Linked DNA regions of Pan troglodytes: region 2 is linked to region 1. Evidence: chromatin contacts called from public capture Hi-C data. All regions are on one chromosome and are shown on one strand. The core of a region is the stretch at or near the end of the contact, and the rest is flanking DNA. Distances in the headings are between cores, read along the strand shown. Region 1 overlaps RAVER2 (ribonucleoprotein, PTB binding 2). Region 2 overlaps CACHD1 (cache domain containing 1).

Region 1 (6,781 bases), core at 488-2,987:
TACTTTTTACAGAGCTGCTTATTAATCTTGCCATATTCCAAGATCAAGGGTATGGTCCTGTTTACAGTCCTTAGCCTGGCGTTCCAGCCCTCCATGACTGAGGCCAGCTTCATTTTTCTACCTCATTTGCCACTGCCCTCTTCTGCCTGCCAGCTGCTACCATCACAGGCCTGGCTTTTTTGCCATCTGCCTTTGCACAGGCCCTGCCTTTCTCCTGGAAGGGTCACCACCTATCTCCTCATGTCCATATCTGACCTCATCTCCAAATCCTAACTCAGATGCTATCTTATCCATGAAACCAGTGCCTGTACCTTTCAAACCCACCCCCCCACCCGCCCATTTTCCTTGTCTGGAAAAAGCTTTAGCATTTCACTTCTATTTCTCTTTTGTCAAAGTGACAGTCCCCTTTTAGAATTATGTTTTGCATTCCTCTTCCTTCCCCTCCTAGGATATGAGCTATGGGAGGGCATAGTCCAAGTTTCATTCATCCAGGTAAACCTCATAGCACACAAGCCCAGTGCCCGCAATAGACCACTTATGAAGGAATGGATGTCTAGATCCTACAAATACAAAATAGAAGGAAAAATATTTGCTAACTTTATATTCTTTCCCTCTTTTGTGTTTTGCTGTGGTTGTGGTTGTGGTTCTTATGTAGGAATTTATTTCTCCCAGAGCACTGAGCTTTCTTTCAAAATTTTAAATCATCATTCCCCATTCACCAGTCCTTACACTAGAAGTTAGTTATCTTTGATAGGGCGTATCAGAAGGATTACCTTTCTCCCAGTATCACATGGGCTATAGTGAAACTCATTTTCTTTTTTTTTTTTTTAGGTTTAAATTTTTAATTGTGATAAAAACATAAAATTACTATTAAAGTGTACAGTTTAGTAATGTTCAGTATATTTACATTATTTTGCAACAGATCTCTAGATTTTCATTTTACAAAAGTAAAATCTGATAGTTAATAAACTGCACTTTTCCCCCTCCTCTCCTCAGCTCCTGAAGAGAACATCATTTGACTTTCTGTTTTTATAACCGGGACTAACTTTTATATCTCACATTGGTGTAATCATACCATGTCTGTCTCTTTTTGAATGTCTTATTTTACTCAACGTAATGTTTGCAGGCTTTGTCTTTATTGTAAGATGAGTGACACCCACTTTCATTTCCTGTTCTAATATTTTCCTGTGCTGCTCAGTGAAGTTTTTTGCTGATTTCATAGGTCTCAGTTGGTTCTCACTGTGACTGGTGTAGCACCATCGGGAAGCCCTTTGAATAAAAGAATGTAATACATTTCCTATCTGGCTTCTGACAGTGAAGATGGTATAGAAAGACAGAAACCCAGGCTGTTGCTTTGCTGCATGCCAAGACATGAAAGAATAGATAACTACATGGCAAGAAGAATTGGGGAAGGTGGGTGAGAAGAGCAGGAGCATCCCAGATCCCAGAGTGAGCAGTCTGCTTCCCTCCCCCAGTCTTTGGAAAATCCCATTTGTAGAATGGACTGATGACTTCTAAGAGGGGGAAAGCTGCTAAAAAGAGTTCTTTATACCTGAAGTAAGGTCTGATGGTGTTGGTGGCTGGGGTCCAACATTCAGAAAGATCACCTATCAGCGAAGGGGCCCTAATGAAGAAGGCAGCTGGAGAGAATAACCAAGAGGCTGGAGACTGGGAGGAAGGGTTTTTGGGGCAGAGGCTCCACCTAAGAGGTGAGCAAGCTGTTTGGTGCAGCAGCCCTTCTCTAGGGCTGAACCCCTCGTCACCATCAACTCAGCTTTGACAACTATCAACTTACGGCAGGTCTCCTTTCATCTACCCTCTCACCTGCTTCCCTTCTAACATTCTAGCACAAACCCCAGACATACTTTACTACCAGGAAAAAAATGTCGAGGCAGAAATTCAAGCCAGATTCTTTGCCCATCAGCTTCACTCTGTGAAACATTCCTTTACACTGGGCTTGTGTGAAGACGCTTTGTATTGGTCTGTCCCCACAGTAAGCCACTTTGAAATGAGATACCAGAGGACGCAGCGTTCTTTCAGTCTTGTCATCCCTCTTCCTAACATGGACCACTGAGAACTACTTTAGCAAGGAGTTGAGAGAGACCTATCATCTGTTCCCTCTGAGGCTGGCTGCACTTTTAAAAATTGTGACCGTTGTTGGTTCAAAAACGATTGCAGTTTTAATTGCAACGTGAGAAGGCTCCTGTGTGTTACTGGAAGCTTTACTCATCAGTCATTTCTAAGTTCTTGCATATTAAGTCACATAATTCTGCATTGATAAAAGGTTGCTGCACTTTTGTAAAAGCTGAAACTAAGGCATTAAGCTGAGCAGTGCTACACCATCTGATTTACTGTGCTGATCACTGTGACCGCTTGTGAGGACATGTGGCCCACTTTCAGGTCAGAATCTCTGGGATGGTGCCTGAAAACCTGCATTTTAATATGCTCGCCAGGCGATTATTGTGGAGACCAAAGCTCTGAGTTTCCCATTGCTCTCTAGAATGTTTCATGTTGTTTTCCTTGATGTCATTTGTCAGTTTCTACACCTATTGATTTATTCTCTCACCACTCCTCTTGTCACCAGGCACACTTAACATCTAATTCAATATGCAGCTTGATGTCTTAGCCACTCCTCCTTCAGAGGAATACTGACATTCGGTGTTGATATTCTGAGTCCGTGGGTTTAACTAGCTGTGATCAGCAGAAGCAGCTGCATGCAGTGCTCTAATTTTTTCTTTTCCCAAAAAGTTGGGGTTGGGAGTGAAGGTGCTGAGACTGGTTTGTGTCTTGCAGAAATTCCAAAGGCGATGTTGATACAGAAATTTAAAAGTCTTATTTAACAAAGGGGTTTGTGTATTTTTTGATAGTTTGGGTATTTATCCTGTTATTCTATATTCACCAACTCAAAGTGGAATGCTTTTCTTATAAATATCTTTAATGAATAAGCCAACTTTAGATTTTAAAACTAGCTGCAATTTTATTTTCTCATAGGTATCATCTTTAAGAAATGAAAAGCGAGGCTCATCATATCTCATCTCTGCCCCAGAAGGTGGTTCAGTGGAATGTGTTGACCAGCATTCTCAGGGCACAGGAGCATATTACATGGAAACTTACTTAAAAAAGAAGCGAGTATACTGAGTTAAGCTCTCTCCTAATAACCCCCTAAGGTTCTCTGCAGTATCTCTGCTGTTCATCGCTGCCTTAACTTCATTCAAACTAGCCATATCCTTTAAATACGGGTTTATAGTTTCCCAGAAGGAACTGTGTTGTGCAGCAGGCAGAAATGCCAAATAAAAAATAGCAATAAGAAGAGACATCAATTGAGGACATTTTCCACTAGAGTCAGATGCATCTTAATCAGTGTGCTAACTTACAATCCATTGGAGAAACTAACAATGTTCCAATATTCCTTGATTTAGGACTGGGAATAATTCTGACACCATATATAAAAGAAGTTTGAAGCAATAAATGGGAAACAGTGTTGTTTCCTGAGCCTTAGAAGAATGAGTTTCTTATAAGCCAATGTGCATTTCAATTTACTTTCCCTAGAAGTAATTGCATTTATAGATTTTTAGGACTTTTCCTAGAACTACAAGGGTGCAAGTACCAAATGTGCTGATGGTAATATTATAAAGATGCTCTACATGCACACTCAATTACGCCCACACCAGCCATGCAAAATTAAACCCGGTAAGAGAGTGACAGTGATGTCCAAGGTATCCACTACTACCGATGCTTTAAGATGTTGTTTACCATTTATACCTTCTGTGAAAAATAGAAGGTATTTTAAGAAAAGTAGCTTTGGTGATCTAATAAAGGGTTTGGCAAACTACACCCTGGGTCCACATTTGGTCTACCACCCGCTTTTGTGCTGCCTGCAAGCTAAGACTAATGTTTACATTTTTAAATGGTTGGAGGAAAAAAGAAAACTTATGACATGAAATTTATATGAAATTCAGATTTCAGTGTCCATAAATAAACTTTTATTGGGACGTTGCCATGCTCATTCATTTACGTGTTGTCTGTGGCACTCTTATGCTACAAGGGCAGAACTGATTAGCTTCAACAGAGACTGTATGGCCTACAAAGACCATATGGCCTAAAATTTCGAGTATCTGGCCATTTATATAGTTTGCTGATCCCTGATCTAATAGCACTAATTCTAATAGCAACTATTCCTTTCAATTCACCTAAAGACAGACCTTTAGCCTTTAGACAGACTTGTAAGTGGAAAGGAACACGTGTTTCTGTGCTCATTTCATAGCATAGACTAGTAATGATCTAATGACTAGAATGGGGCCTATTTTGATCACTAAATGCCCTATTATTTCCACAATATAGTAAAGCAGTCAATACTGCACTTTCTGATGGAGTCTTAAGGAGTCACAGTAGTTATAACCATTTTGAGCTAATAAGCTATACCTCACTCTCTGCTTTCTCTCTCACTCTTTGATAGTGTGTTAGGGTGAAAAATCAGTTATTTAACCCAATTTACTTGTGAAAGAGGTTTTATCTTTATGGACTATGACTTTTGACATCACCATTTCTTGAAGACCTTGGTATTAAATGCATGAGAAACCTTTTGCCATCTAGAAATTTCTAAGTTTGTTTATGTTATAAGACTGTAATTAATTGATAGGGAATTTGGGATCTCGATCCGGGGCTTTTTGAAATCAGATCATTAAATATCTCGTCACTTTGGGGACTTGTTATTTTTAACTATGATGTGGATATCCTGTTTTAATTATGAAGTCTAGAATTGGTACATATGTTGTATGCTTTGTAAAGAATTTCACTTGGTCTAATTTATTGCATATACTAGCTTCTGTTGGAAAATGACTGACAGCTAGAAAGTTGTTTAAGGTAATTTCTAAGTAAGTATACTACCTATAAATAACTGATAAGAATTAGGCATCATTCAGTGATATAGCAGATGACTAATGGGTTTTTCAGGCCCTGCACTTCTCTTTCCCATTTTCCTGTTGCATTCAGCCTCTTCAATGCTTAGTCACACCTCCACTATAGTACAAACAAACAGAAGAAAGGAAAGATGGTGAATTTTGCAACAGAGCTGCAAAAAGTCAAAGCAGGAAGAGGTTGAAGGAACTAAAACAAACAAAGGTGTCTGTCTGGACTACAGCACAGTGGACAGGCCATCCATACTGGCCTGTGCCCCGTTATCACTGGGCACAACAGTGAAGTGCAAATCAAGTGGTGTTTGTTAGTAGTAAGGACCAGAACCCACCCCTTCCTCCCCCCAAAACTATACTGTTATTTTTCTATGTAAGCAAATTGTTTGAAATGCTTTGAAAATGAAATCTTAATATTAAAAGGCATATGCATGTAAAGTCTTTAGTATATTTATTTGTATAAAGAGTAAACAAAGTGCATATAGAGTGGCCACAGGTTTGACACAGAGACCTTGGTGATGTAGGCTATGAACAAATTTAAATGGCAACTTCATTGCTGCCACTGAACCAATCCTGAATTTGGGCTCAACAGGTGAAAAGTAACAATATCAAACGAATACTAAACAGCATAACAACAAAAAGATTTTCAGACTCTTGGTCATGAAGACCTTAATTGTTCACATTGAATCAGTGACTAAACATTTTTGATTGATTACCCAGCTACCTCCAAGCAAACTGAAAACTGTCTAGTGGATCCTGAAGTCCATAGTGCCTCTAGCCGGGTCTTTCCTTTCAAGTGTTGCACCATAGGGTGATGATGGTAAAAACAGGGATCAACCCTTGTAGATCGGTGGTAAGTATGGAAACACTCTAAGAACAGTGCAGCGTATGTGGTATTCAGACTGGTTGCATACAGCATTCAAAACCAGTGCTGGAATTTGCCCCAAAGTGGTAGAGTTATAAAAGGATATACATTGACGTTTCTTAAAAGCATGTGTAATAGCATCCAGGTTCTGGGAATAAGTTCTGATTAAAGGTATACTGCTTAGGAAAGCACTGGCACAGGCTTAGTTCTTGAGAATTAACATGCAGCAAATTATCTATTCCACAGCTATCCCCCCATGTAGAACCAGTTTTCTCAAAAATGGGTGCTAGTGGTCACCCAAAGGAACAGGAGCTAAGCCACTGGAGAAACAAAGTTTAAGTCCTACTGGTGAGAGAATACAGTCATTTTTGTACAGAAACAATATATACTACCTGGTATCTAATATTTTAAGAATGCATGGTCTAGTACTGTATAGATACTGAAATTTGAGGGCTAAGTCCATCAATCTTTATCTATGATTAATGTGCCAGCAAAACATTTCAGATCAGCTGGCAGCAGGGAAAAGCAATCATCTTCAGACATTATTTTGGTCAACTCCTCTTGTTTTCAAAAATCCCCTTTTGGTAATGCAGTTGTGATGGTGAACTAGCCAGATGAAATGGTGGTATATTCTTTCCACAAGGAGGAGTGCTTAAGTGCTTTCAAATATTTTGGTTGTCATTATGTGTCACTAAGTTACTGGTACCAAATTTAAAGAGGAAGTCCTTACACATATTAAGCACTACAGTGTGCCTTATACATGTATATGTACTGAAGTATGAGTTCAGTGACTTTTTGGACAAAACACAAACTTTTTTCATTAGAAATTTTTAAAAAATGACTTGGGCATTTGTTGCAGGAGAAGGACTTGATAATCTGTGGAATTTAAATGTTATTCATGCTTCTTATTTTAAAAGTGCTTCAAATCCTTCAATAAGGTTCTGAAAGCTTGTCCGATTGGATGGTTGGAATTCCCAGCATTTCCTCATAAGTTGATAAACCTGTA
Region 2 (6,399 bases), core at 2,787-5,286, 140 kb before region 1:
TACGATTTAAGAAAGAATTTGCTAATGAATAGATAGCCTTATATTTTTTATTATAATATGGCAAAATGTAAGAGATGTGCACAGAATGCATGTAAAATCACAGAAGGGGCACCAGCCCCCACGTGGGCTGGCAGGACTGGAGGTGGGTGGGGGAAATAGGTTGGGAAAGCTTCCCAGAGAAGACTTTCCAACTGATGCATGAGGCACAATAGCAAGATGAGGAAGGTGGGAGGGTGAGCCAAGCAGAAGGGCCACCATGAATCTAACACCTCGAATGCTAACATGAATTATCAGTTAGTGTGTGGGTGCTTGTAAATGAGCAGAGACAGGAAGCTATCCAGGAAGTGTTTGAGTAATCACTGGGATTTTGCTAAAATCCTGTTTTCTACTTTAATCCTTTACATGTATAGCATAAGGTGGTTTCAATATGCACAGCAGTTTGTGACTGAGGTTTTGGAGCCTAGCACCCAATCTAACACTCCAGACTTAGCACTGCTAAAGCTGAGAAACCTATTCTGGCTCCTGGTCTCTTAATCCTGGGTAAAGGCATCACTATTTGCTCAGTATCTGAACCTAGAAACCTCGACCTTTTCCAAGGATGTCAGCTCCCTGGCATCTTCACCAGGCAAGTCCATTTGGTCACCAAATCCAGCCTACTGTACACTTGAACAGTCCACACACTGCGACTGCCCTACTTCATGTCCTTGCCATCTCCTCGAGGCCCATGCTCCAGCACTCTGTCCTCTGAGCCTCTGATCCCACCTTCCTTCTGTCCAGCCTCCCCATTGCCCCCTGACCACTCCCACTGTCCACTACTAGATCATAGCTCATAGCTTCAGCCAGCCTTCTTGACCTGGTCTTAGCCTATCTGTCCAGTGCCATCTCCCACCGCCCCGACCCCCAGCACCAAGCTTTCACCATTCCCAAAAGCCACCAGAGCCCTTCCAGCTGTTGTACCATTGCATGTGCTTGGGCCCTGCTGGAGGTACCTTTACACCCCTGTCTTTACCTACTGAGACCCTTTTCTCCCATCAGGGCTACCCAATTGTCACCTCAAGGATCTAAGCCAAGTCCATTGGCTTTGGAATTCCTTTTGTGTGCCTCTGTTTTAGCACATGGGTGTTTCCCCTTCTTGCCCTAAGATGGGCCTCTCAGGAGCTGAGGCCTTACCTTAGCCCTTTCCTGTCCAGCCTCTAGCCTGGCACCTGGCACCAAGAAGGCACTCAGTCATGGTGGACACACATGTCTCCCATCCAAGTACTAACCAGGCCCGACCCTGCTTATGGTGGACACATATGTCAGTGAACACTTCCTCTTCTGCCCTGAATTTGCAGATGACACTTCTGAGATTCTGGCTAGACATCTCCACATATGTGACCCACAGAGTCTCAAAATCAAGCTGTGCATAAACAAAATGTGTCTTCTTTCCTGAGACTCAATCTGTGAGTTGTCCTTTCTTATCCTTATAACTTGAAGTTGTAGTCACCTTTCACTACTCCTCACCCCCACAGTCGCCCACATCTGATGACTTACCAATTTCTCTTGCCTCCACCACTGAGATAGCTTTTAAATCTGTCCAATCCCACTGCCCTAGTTTTAATTCTCTATCCCTCACGTGGGCTGTTGAAATAACCTCCTAACTGCTCCCTGTCTTTCCTTTCCTTTCATCTCCCAAACCACCATCCTCTAAACACAAATGATCATGCCATTTTTTGGCCTGCTCAGTATCTTGTGTGGTCTCTCCATTTGCTACTCTTCGGCACGGGCTTTATGATTTGACTTAACTTCATGCCTCCCACCTGCCCTACTCTCCAGCTACCTGCTAGCACTCATCCAAGCCACGTGGAACAGGGATGGCCTTTATATCCACACCTCTATGGCTGTGGTCATCCTGTTCCTTTCTTTATATCCACTTATCGAACTCCTACTCATCCACTTAAGCCCAACTAAAATATACATTCTCTGAAGATTCCTTATTCCTCCAGCCAGAATTAGATATTCCCTCTTCTGGATTTTAATTATACCTCAGTTATAGCACTTACCATTATCTGTGTAAAAGGAGGCTTTGTTTTGTGAGCATCTGTCTCAAACTCAACTGTAAAGTCATTAGGGAAAGATGACGTCTCTTATTCGTGTTTCCTCTTCTCCCACTCCAGCCCCATAATGGTCTCCAATAAATGAATAAGTGAATGACCAATGCTTATATTTGTTTCATTTCTCAAACATTAGCTTTTGAGCTCCCTGTGCAGGGACCAGGCTTTCATCTTTATATGTCTTCCAGTGCCCAACACAGTGACTTGTATATTATAGGTACACAGTAAATATTTGTTAAGTTGGACTGACAGCTAAATAATTCTATCATTTGAGTAATGTTTCATTGAGGACAGAATTTTTGCACAGAGCATACAATTTCAACCACAAATGATTCCTGCTTGGCTGCATGCAAGAACATCAATTTTGCAGCCATGAATGTGACTAGCATTACCCACGGGTAAGTGCTGATTGACGCTAACTGTAGATGCAGTGGAAATATTAATGAGCTGTTGCTTCTTAAAATGTTTAAAGGAGATTTTTGCAATATTTAAAAACATGCCAGGAATCTCAGAATGGAATCCTTTGATCAGCAAGGGCATTTGCCTTTGAAACATGTATTACTTAGAATACCAAAAGAAATTAAATTTAAATGGGGTGGGGGGCAGCTAACACAGAGAATAGTTGATTGCACAGCTAGTTGCCGTGGGTGTATGTGGAGTTAGTGTTTCATTAGGCACTAGAACTTTGGGCAAATTCCTTAACCTCTCTGATCATCATTTCCCTGAATTGTAAAATGTATATTAAAATATATCACCATTGGTGTGCAAGAATTGCCTGACACAAGTGCCTGCCACCAAGCAAGCGCGCAGGTGATGGTGATGGTTCTTTTTGTTCTATTGTGGCGTCACATTCAGGCATTCAGGCGGAAGCCCAGAATTCTGCACCAGTCCCAGTTGATCTGAGTCCTGTTCAGATCTTCTTCTTGAAGCTGTCCATTTTTTGGATTTCTTTAATAAAAAAGATTATCTTTATCATAGGTAGAAGTGTAGAAAGATAGGTCCCCAGTGGTGGCTCGCCATGGATGATGGGATGTAGTGTGATTTTCATTTTTGTGTTGCTGGTTTGGGGATTTGGGATAAGCGTTCTTGTTTATTTTTTTTTTTCTCCTCTGTACTTTCTCAGCTGTCTAAAGTGGTTATGTATTTATTGTGTCATTGTTTTTTAAGGGAAAAAAAGTTATCACTAAATCTCTTTAAAAATAAATTACTTTAGCATCTGCTGACAGTCTGCCAGTGTTTGCACCTATGTATTGCAAAGATAGGAATACCTCCCAGTGCCCTAGAAATTGTAGGTGAAATCTTCTCTCTGCGTCTTGAAGCTCTCAGCTGTGTGTTTGTTTTGTTCTTTTTCTAGGTTACAGCACCATGAGCCCACAGGAGGACAGTGAAAATCCTCCTTGCAACAATGACCCCTTGTCAGCCGGGGTCGATGTGGGAAACCATGATGAGGACTTAGACCTGGATACCCCCCCTCAGACTGCTGCCCTACTGAGTCACAAATTCCACCACTACCGGTCACACCACCCTACACTTCATCATAGCCACCACTTACAGGCGGCTGTCACGGTACACACTGTCGATGCAGAATGCTAACAATCTCCTCACCTCCACGCCAAGACGAGATCTGGGAGCTACAGAATGTTCTGGAAAGAAAAAGAACCAGCTTAAAACCCACAGCAAGAGACCTCCCTTGTGTTTGTGCTTTGTGCAGAGTTGTTTCAGTCATTTCCTGCCTGTCGACATGGTTAAAAACGAGAGAAACAACAACACAGTCACATTTGTGAAGACGTGAGGCTGGTTCTGAAATGGAGGGGAAATAAGCCTGATGAACGAACCTGCCATAACACTAATGGAAGGGAACAGAAGGCGAACCTCCAAACACAGAGACGGAACCTGCAAGTGAAGCTGAGCCAGAGGAATGTTCCGAAGAGCCAGAAGCATTCAGCTCTCCTTAACTGGAAGAGAGAAAAATCTGCTCACCCAGAGACTGGAATGTGGCACATGCAGATACAAATGTGTGCATTGAAGATTTCGCTTTGTTTCTTAGCGGTACCTGGATACCACAGTTGCTGTATGGAACTCATGTTATGCTCTAAACGATGCATCTCAAAATTTCTAAGTAAAGGATTATTTTTCTACTATTTATTGAACTTTCAAACATTCTCAAACTTTGGGGAAAAGGAAAGGAAACACAGGAGAAGTTTTCAGCAGTTGCCCCGAGCTGTTTTGTGTGTAATGAAGTGGTTCTTTGATTAAGGAGCTCTATTTCTTATTTAACTGATATCCCACTGCCCCACTCCACAAAATAGGAAAATGAAGAAATCTTTCTCTCTGACTTGTTTACATCATTTCACGGAAACACATCTTTATTTGTAATGCAGTATTCTTTCTCTGTGTTTGACAGAGATGGGGAGGGGCAGAGGAATTTAAGAGGTTTTAAAAGAAATGTTACGTTTCTTATGACTTGTTTCCACTCCTCGTACAATGCTATTCTTAGGTTTCTACGAAACCTAATGTTAGAACTGCGTCCTTTCAGCTAAGGGAGGGTTGGATTTATTTTCCTTGTTTTAGAGACTACAAATTTTTAAATATCCCATTTTGACTGAGAATATTGACATATAAGGGAAGAAGTTTTCTAAATTGCGAAAGTCTGGTTCTTAATTAAAGAATTTTTTTTTTAATATCACGGTTAAAAGCTGCTGCCAGTTAGCCAAGACATTATCCACCAAATTGCTTTGTGATTTATACAGGGATTAATCAAATCTGGCTACTATAACATGGGGCATTGTAACTTTAAAGTAGTGTTTTAATTACAGTGATGTATTTTAGACTCACATTTTGTGATTCAAATATGTTATAAAGACATTCTTGCACCGTGGTAAAGAATGTGTGTGGTAAATCTCCGTTTATATGTAGTTGGAAAAAATTCTCTGAATAATGTTTTAATGATAGGGTATTATGATACAATGTAAAAAACAATTGGTTCTTCAGCAGTACAGAAAGTAAACTATATATGTGCTATCAGGAAACCCCTTCATACTGTGTATAAAATTGCAATCTAGTGAAATAAACTGTATGCAACGGACCATTTTAGTGGCTACAGTGATTTGTTAATGTACCACTCCTTGTGCCTCAAGGCAAGTTACATTCACTTTGTAACCTAGCAGGTCAGTTGCCAGACTGAAAATAGACCTCCTTTCAATGCTACAGTCAACTTCTAGGGCTTCTTGACCATCTAGATCAAATATGCAAACAACTTAACAATATAATGGGATAAAAATGTATAGAACATAGCTCTCCCTTCCTGAGCATCTATATCCATGTCACTAATAATAAATGGTTCTTCTCTAACTGCTAGAAGGATTAAATGAGTTTCCTGCCTTCCCAGAAAATTAAACTTCTTCATGGGATACTAGTTTGTTTCCTAAGGTTGAGAAACTCTGTGTTAGGAAATTGATTGAGGAGGGAGAAGTGCAGTGGAAACTTGGTGCTTTCAAGAAAAGAATCACAAAACTTAGAGCTTAAAAATGAAATAGGTACCCCTATAGAAACACAATAACAAAATACATTTTGTATCTTTTGGGTTTTTTTGTTTGTTTTCGTTTTTGAGATGGAATCTTGCTGTGTCACCCAGGCTGGAGTGCAGTGGCATGATCTCTCAGCTCACTGCAACCTCTGCCTCCTGGGTTCAAGTGATTCTTCTGCCTCAGCCTCCTGAGTAGCTGCGATTATAGGTACTTGCCACCAGGCTCAGCTAATTTTTGTATTTTTAATAGAGACTGGGTTTCACCATGTTGGCCATGCTGGTCTCGAACTCCTGACCTCAAATGATCATCCGCCTTGGCATCCCAGAGTGCTAAGATTACAGGCGTGAGCCACCGCACCCGGCCCATTTTGTATCTTTTGTGGTAAGAGTTTTTCCTATTCCGAACTTGAGGGGAAAGTAATTGAATGTTTATACCTAAACCAAAACATTGCTGAGTTTTAAAGATCCTGTGAAATATGACATATAGGCTGAAGTTTTGATCTTCTATAATTATCTTTTATCTAATCCAAGGGTTACATATAATATCATTTAAACATTTGTTGTCATTGTTTAAAAGGAAAAATATGTTTTCAGAGACTTTTTATCATGGTGCCAGTTACCAGTGTTTGTTAAACATGAGTCTTCCCTGAGATCCTGAAGGAGGTCCTACCAATATCTTTTCATTCACCAAAGCCTCCTGCTGCCAGTAACCAACATTGCTTATCAATGTTGGTAAGTATCAAAGCTAAGGAAATTCCAGGTCACTTTATATAGCTAGGA

Evidence for each region. Capture Hi-C pulls out chosen DNA fragments and counts their contacts.
Region 2: a capture Hi-C map of stem cell-derived neural stem cells shows a contact between it and region 1, with 3 times the contacts expected there. The contact joins two enhancer-like sites. A contact is called at or near these places in 2 of 7 Hi-C or Micro-C datasets (induced pluripotent stem cells and stem cell-derived neural progenitor cells) and 1 of 1 other capture datasets (stem cell-derived neural stem cells).

What each region holds. Positions count from the first base shown.
Region 1 is chr1:166,159,192-166,165,972 of NHGRI_mPanTro3-v2.0_pri, reverse strand. RAVER2 (ribonucleoprotein, PTB binding 2) reads left to right here. Exons shown (of 13, transcript XR_682955.5): 13 at 2,992-6,781. It overlaps JAK1 (Janus kinase 1), which reads right to left. Exons shown (of 26, transcript XM_063801056.1): 26 at 5,345-6,776. The coding sequence ends at 6,681. Among named protein-coding and RNA genes, the nearest start is that of RAVER2, 86 kb to the left of the region's middle. Within about 2 kb of position 1,737, at least 2 of the 24 cell types and tissues checked have an H3K27ac peak or open chromatin away from gene starts, as enhancers often do. A contact at or near this core is called in stem cell-derived neural stem cells, where this site is marked.
Region 2 is chr1:166,298,443-166,304,841 of NHGRI_mPanTro3-v2.0_pri, reverse strand. It overlaps CACHD1 (cache domain containing 1), which reads left to right. Exons shown (of 26, transcript XM_016919881.4): 26 at 3,448-5,178. The coding sequence ends at 3,686. Among named protein-coding and RNA genes, the nearest start is that of RAVER2, 53 kb to the right of the region's middle. Within about 2 kb of position 4,036, at least 3 of the 24 cell types and tissues checked have an H3K27ac peak or open chromatin away from gene starts, as enhancers often do. A contact at or near this core is called in stem cell-derived neural stem cells, where this site is marked.